Regions from separate parts of the Oryzias latipes genome. Here region 2 is linked to region 1. Evidence: chromatin contacts called from public Hi-C data. All regions are on one chromosome and are shown on one strand. The core of a region is the stretch at or near the end of the contact, and the rest is flanking DNA. Distances in the headings are between cores, read along the strand shown.

Region 1 (3,712 bases), core at 277-2,776:
TGAAGGTTCTACCCTTGGGGGTCTGGTTCTGCTGAAGGGTTCTCCTCTTAGGGGGTCTGGTTCTGCTGAAGGTTTATCCTCTTAGGGGGTCTGGTTCTGCTGAAGGGTTCTCCTCTTAGGGGGTCTGGTTCTGCTGAAGGGTTCTCCTCTTAGGGGGTCTGGTTCTGCTGAAGGGTTCTCCTCTTAGGGGGTCGGGTTCTGCTGAAGGGTTCTCCTCTTAGGGGGTCTGGTTCTGCTGAAGGGTTCTCCTCTTAGGGGGTCTGGTCCTGCTGAAGGTTCTCCCCCTGGGGGTCTGGTTCTGCTGAAGGGTTCTCCTCTTAGGGGGTCTGGTTCTGCTGAAGGGTTCTCCTCTTAGGGGGTCTGGTTCTGCTGAAGGGTTCTCCTCTTAGGGGGTCTGGTTCTGCTGAAGGTTTCTGCCCTTGGGAGTCTGGTTCTGCTGAAGGGTTCTCCTCTTATGGGGTCTGGTTCAGCTGAAGGTTCTACCCTTGGGGGTCTGGTTCTGCTGAAGGGTTCTCCTCTTAGGGGGTCTGGTTCTGCTGAAGGGTTCTCCTCTTAGGGGGTCTGGTTCTGCTGAAGGGTTCTCCTCTTAGGGGGTCTGGTTCTGCTGAAGGTTTCTGCCCTTGGGAGTCTGGTTCTGCTGAAGGGTTCTCCTCTTATGGGGTCTGGTTCAGCTGAAGGTTCTACCCTTGGGGGTCTGGTTCTGCTGAAAGTTCTCCCACTGGGGGTCTGGTTCTGCTGAAGGGTTCTCCTCTTAGGGGGTCTGGTTCTGCTGAAGGTTCTACCCTTGGGGGTCTGGTTCTGCTGAAGGGTTCTCCTCTTAGGGGGTCTGGTTCTGCTGAAGGGTTCTCCTCTTAGGGGGTCTGGTTCTGCTGAAGGTTCTACCCTTGGGGGTCTGGTTCTGCTGAAGGGTTCTCCTCTTATGGGGTCTGGTTCTGCTGAAAGTTCTACCCTAGGGGGTCTGGTTCTGCTGAAGGGTTCTCCTCTTAGTCCTCTTTGGAATAATGAAAGAAGCTCAGACACTATGGGACAAACATCCAAAAGGTCAGCTATGTAAATATATGTATTTTTAAAAGTTAGAACAAGTCCATCTATCCATTCAAATATGATTCTATAATCCATATCCTATTCTGGATTTTTTTTATAAACAAAAGAACTAGGTGACATTCTGTAGAAACTATGCAAAAAGAAATCTTGTTCTCAAATTTTTAAGTAGCGTGTAATTTGCCAAGCAACACATAACTTAGCTCAGAAAATACATTAGGTTTTAGTGTCGATTTCCTTAATATAATCCTTACTTTTGACAGTTTGTAAAGGTTTGCAGAGCTTTTAGGAATGTTTGTTATCCATTTGTGGCTAAATGTGATTTTAAACCTTAACCCTTATGCTTCAGCTAATGTATACTTGAAAGAAAATCCGTCGCATCGTGAGCGTCGCTGCTTGAGTCGTGTTCATCTGTACAAGCCGCTCAGAGGAGCAGCCTCTGACGGCCCTTCAAACCCATCTCCAATGATAATGGGAATTTGATCACAGGGAGCAGAGCGGGTGGCAAAGGTATGTGTGTGTGGGGGGGGGCTTTTGTGAGAAACTCTTCAAAGCACTAGCCCTCACATTTGTCCATTGGAGCTCTTTGTAACCGTATCCTCCACTGTCATTTAGTCCCCTTTATTTTTAGGCAGGGGTATTATTGCTTCCATACTCCTCACATACCCACGGTCTTTGTTTGCAGAGATGGGGTCAGGTTTTAGCTTTTTTTCATCCTGTTCTGAAGTATCTTCTCTGCCCACCCACCCCCTTCTCCCCCCTCCACGTTGTAATGGATTACAATGACCAGCGAGTGCTCCCTTAACTCCAGCTCTCAGCGGGGGAAAAACAGGCATCTGGTTTGTGCCTTCGCTCTAATCCTGCTGCATGCAGAAATCTCAGCTGTGGAAATGTGCCTGAAGGTTGTGCCACAAAAGCCGCTGGGTACCTTTTGCGCATTTTCCACGTTTGAAATTTATGTCTTTCGTGACTCATGTGTGAAGTACGTCATTCATGAGTGTTTCTTGCGCAGAAAATGGTTTCAGCTGACAGGTCTGTAACCCTTGTGCTATCCTAGGCATTTAACATTGGGGTTTGGGTCATCTAGACCCACTAGACAGTGCTATGAACCTTTTTTCTTCAATGATTTGTGATCTTCACTGGTGTCCATGGATTACATGAAATCTTTTCACCTTTATCCACCTTTGTCATGGTAGGGAGAACACGTCAATGTGAGGGTGGGGTCATCTAAGATAGCACAAGGGTTAAGGGAATTTGGTTTTGAGCTATTGAAAACTTTGGGTCGGTTGAGAATTACGCAGTTTACATGTATTTTACGTATTCTACACACAATCTCATGCAATTGTGCGTGATTTTTGTGCAAAAATGTCTTTCCACGACTATTCAATGTATGTAGACTTTTCACACATGAACCACCTATGTATAACTTTTATATCACGTTCAATTTATGAAATTGATGCATGAATCATTAATGTGATTACCCCAATTGTATATAACCAACACAATAATCAAACAGCGCGATATTCACACGGTTCATGTTCTACAGGGCTTTATGTGTTCTTTATGTGCTTTATTCCAACTTTTTCTGTGGTTTTAACCCTTGTGCTATCCTAGGCACTTTAACGTTGGGAGTTGGGTCATCTAGACCCACTAGACAGTGCGCTGAACCTTTTTTCTTCAATGATTTGTGATCTTCACTGGTGTCCATGAATTACATGAAATCTTTCCACCTTTATCCACCTTTGTCATGGTAGGGAGAACAAGTCAAAGTAAGGGTGGGGTCATCTAAGATGGCACAAGGGTTGATGTGGTTCATTCCTGATACATTTGGGAAAATGTCCCGGAAAGACCACAACTTTTCTCACTTTTTCCACATAGATTCACATATGACCAATTGTCATACTTGCAATATGCGCAAAATGTAAGTAGTGGCTGTTTGACACGGTCCTAACTGTCAACACTTACAATCAAAAAAGCCTTCTCCTATATTGTTTGTGCCATTTTAAAAATCTTGCGTTATAAAAACTACAACTTCAGCTGTGCATTGTCTTTCTGAACACTGACTGATTTGGCCGATTGCACATAATTAGGAAGAAAATCTCATTTGGCCAAAGGTACCCTGTCACAAATAGAAGATGAATTTATTTTTCACATATGAACTGATCATACATTGGATTTTAGAACATTTTACAGCCATTTTAGTTTAATTGGGCTACATTGAAGCAGGGCTGCAGGTGAAACGTGGAGCTAACTGGGATTCAGGGGAAATCCTGAGATCATCGGCTGATAGTCTGTTGTCCACCACAGTTGCTGCCCGTTTGTCTTTTGGGTTGGCAGAGTGTGTGTTCGCTCCCTGACCTTGTGGTGCAACAGCAAACACCACTCATCATGCAAACCTTGTTCCCTTGACATGAAAGAAGTGACCAGCAGATCAGAGGTCTAAGCTTTTGGGAACATGTAAGTCAGCTTGAGTCGGCCGATTCACGGCCTCTGTAAACCTAAAGTATGTTAGATACGGACATGATGACTGTTGAACAGAAGCCACAGTCACTTTGAAGTGCGGGTATGAATACTGAACTGCTCTGCATTAGTGAGTGTAGCCTCAGTATGTGTGTCCAGCTGTTCTGGTGGGGACAGCTGTGCAGTAAGACTTTTAGCTGGAACTTTTCTG
Region 2 (3,421 bases), core at 831-3,330, 130 kb after region 1:
AGCGGACACATTACCTGCTCCACAGAGTCCCGATGGCCTTCTTCCCGTGTGCATCCAGTCTCTCTTCATCCTCTGCACCAGTCGCATCGCCGTCATGGAGACGTCGTGGTTCTTCTCTCCAAACTCTAACATTTGGGCAAATCGAGGAATATACAAACATGGATCTGTTCAGAGGAAAGAGTTTTGGTTAACCGGCAGGTTCTGACAGGTTTTTTTCAGTTCACTGGCCTTAGAGGCCTCTGCTTCTGGGGTTTCTCTCTTGCATTTGCAAAAATGCAACAAAGAAAAGAAGCATTTCTCGTCATTTTTCTAGGAATCGCTTCCATGAACAAAGTTCATCACTGCTTATTATAATCGATAAATGACTGGATTTTTTTCCCTCTTTCTTAATCAATTGTGGAATTTTTAAATGGATGCAATATTTTCATAATTTTAAATGTTAAACCTCCTCCTGCGAGATAGTTTAAAATATAATGCGAGTCAAGCGTTGATTGAAGTGTTGCTTCATGCCAAATAACCTTTGGCTGAAATGGACAAACGTCATCATCCAATCAGCCATGTCCCATAATAACCTACTTTTTCTGGCTTCTTCTTGTGTTTCAACATTTCTGGAAATAATTATTTTCCAAAACGTTTCTTTTTTTCAGAGGATGGTAAGCAAACTCTCTGCATTTCCTTCTCAAAACGCCCAGAAAACCCAAACTAAACATGTTTGCATTGTTGTGGTGATCCAAGACACTAAACTGCAGAGAAGATGCTCCAAAGTCAGAGGGGCATCTTCTTTCCACGAGGCTTTTTCCAGAGCAGTCAAGTGAAAAGCTGGCGGCGCCAGCTGTTAATACAATCAGGCCCCTCCCCCTCAGCCCCCCCCGTCTAAGCTCATCGCCAGGCTGGAAACACAAGAAGGAGGCGGACGCCTCGCTCCTCCATCTCTACCAGACGATAAAAGCCACTAGAATCTCAGCAGCCAGAAATGCAGCGCTTTGCTCACATGACTCCTCTGGCTGCGGTTAAGGTCGGCACAGATTAGGGGTTTAGGTCCCGACTTGGACTTGGTCGCTTCATCGGTTTAATGCCTGCAGGGATTTCCTTGTGTTTTGTGTGTGACAGTAAATGACAGAATTCAGAAAAACTGCAGCATTTGACAGCACCACGCCGCCACTTCTTCATCAAGACGGAAATTGTGTGAAATTCTGTCTTTTTTGTCTTTTTTCAATAAAATATGGTGCTGCGTGTCATTATATTAAAGTTCTAGTGTTAAATTTGATTTAAAAAAAAACGACAAAATAAAAGTCCTTTGGATTTTCAAAAGTAACGCTGCAAAACTCTTTTGAAAGATCTTTAATGTGCCGACCTGAACTGTTGGAAAGCAGCAGCTCCTGGGATTTGTAGTTTCTCTGAGTGTAGCTGAAGCAGACACAACGGTGGACGCCTCCTGGAATAATTAGGAGCCACAGTTTTACACTACCGGGGTTCAGAATACCAGGAAGGTGGACATTTATTTAATGAAATTGTGAATTCTTTCAGTTAAAATTTTAAAGAAATTTGTCTCTAAAGATAATAGAATCAAAGATTCAAAGACGAAACACGTTTTCTAAATAACGACAAATTTGACCTTATAAACTGAGGTGTTTTAAACGTGTTTTTAAGTCATCCAGATCATTTTTTGGCATCAAAATGACTTTAAAACCATGTTTCATACTCATGGAGTTCAGTTTGGAGGCATTGGGGAACTTTTACAACTGTTTACTCGATTCCTGAGCTTAAAGGTGAATCACGTTTTTCATCATTGCAAAACAAAACAAAGATTTAAAATAGAAAATCAACAGACAAATGTAATTAAAAAAACAAAGAGGGAGCATAACCACCACCCCCCCCCCCCCCCCCCACACACACACACAGAGTTATTTTTATTTAGGGGAGACCCCCTCCCCCCCCCCTCCCCCCGGTATCTATTAGACAATTATACAGGGGGAGGAGTCAGGCGTCTGACGCACGCAGGGGAGGAGGGAGGGAGGGTCTCTAAGGTCTACGATTCTGACGTCAGCGCAGTGCCGACATCTGATTGGTCCTTCGGAAGTCCTGGCCGTTCACAGCGAGGGGGGGGGTCAGGACGGGGAAACAGCAGTAAAAATAGAGAGGAGCTCCGGACTTGGCACCACTAACGGTTCCTCCGGGGTTCGTGAGCTCCGGTTCTCCAACGGAGACTGGAACCGAGGAGGAAGGGGAAGGACGTCCGAGGATTACCGAGACTTGGGGGGGTTCCGTCCGGATTACCGGGTGAAAGGGGGAGAGTGACGGCGCTATGAGGACGGAGGTCTGGCATCGCAGAGCGAGCTGACCTCCTAGAACCGCCGCAGCTCCGGAGGGAACGGAGGGAGGCCCGGGCGGAAACTTCCTTCACGGCGGATCTGAAGCGGCGCTGACCCCCCGAAAGAAGAGCGAACACCGGGCAGGAAAGCCCTCCGGTTCCCTCCGAACTCCGCCGGGCGGGAGGCCGATGCCCGCGGCAGACCGTCGCCTGCTCCGCCATGGCCGGATCATGAGGTGTCTGACGTTCCTGCTGCTGCTGCCAGAGGCGCTGAAGAAGTCCCGGAGGCTCCCGGGCGGGCTCCCGGTGTGCTACGACATCCTTCCGCTCTCCAGCTCCAAGAGGAAGCAGCAGAAGAAGAAGATGGCTGCGGAGCTGTACCCCGCGGACAGCACCAACAACGCCAACCTGGCCAACGGCACTACGGTAGCGGACGCCGAGAAGACCAAGGAGGTGCAGCTGTGCGCACCGAGCGGCGGCAGCGGCAGCGGCGCCACCAGCCCGACCGCCCAGCAGAACGTCAACAACAACAACGTGGAGCCGGCCAGCTGGCAGTGCAGCCACCCCACGCTCCGGGAGAGGTACGAAAACTGCCTTTCTGACGTAGAACGGGGCATTTTCTGACGATCCAAAAGGCAGTTAGCATTAAAACTCCATTTCGAAGTTTTTCTTGTTTCAAATCGTTGTGAAGCAGGAGCAGACGAAAAAATGCCGTGGGAAAAAGATTGTATTTGTGACATGGAAAATATGCCAAAGTTAGAAAATACACTGGGCGGGGCCAAAGTCTCTCTGCTCCGCCCCTTTCTGATGCATCCACCTGCATACAAACAGATCCATGAATATCAGGGCCTGTTTGGATGAACAGAGAGCTGAAATCCTGGAGATGGGAAATGTTGTTAAATCAGTTAATGAGGGCAATTTCCCACTGCACACTGGTTGAAAAACACTGTCCTAGAAAACGAGAAAGGTTTTTAGATTTTGGCTAAAAACATCATAATTTAAGGCGTATTCAGACTGAAGTGTAAACGATTTAGAGATTTAGAGACCTCTTGCTGCTCTGCAGAAACGAGGTCCAATAAAGAACAATTATTTTTGATTGGCTGATGTTAT

The links. A called contact is a pair of places that touch in the nucleus more often than the background predicts.
Region 2: a contact with region 1 is called in a Hi-C map of embryo, with 5 times the contacts expected there. The contact joins the promoter of LOC101173184 here to the enhancer-like site in region 1. A contact is called at or near these places in 4 of 5 Hi-C or Micro-C datasets (embryo and fibroblasts).

Annotation. Positions count from the first base shown.
Region 1 is chr22:21,030,080-21,033,791 of ASM223467v1, forward strand. No RefSeq gene overlaps it. Among protein-coding and RNA genes, the nearest start is that of LOC101163046, 33 kb to the left of the region's middle. Within about 2 kb of position 1,527, at least 3 of the 8 cell types and tissues checked have an H3K27ac peak or open chromatin away from gene starts, as enhancers often do. A contact at or near this core is called in embryo, where this site is marked.
Region 2 is chr22:21,156,713-21,160,133 of ASM223467v1, forward strand. LOC101173184 (BTB/POZ domain-containing protein 6-B) reads left to right here and starts at 2,081. Exons shown (of 4, transcript XM_004082680.4): 1 at 2,081-2,892. The coding sequence starts at 2,501. LOC101163291 (transcription factor IIIB 90 kDa subunit) reads right to left here. Exons shown (of 19, transcript XM_020713750.2): 7 at 15-125.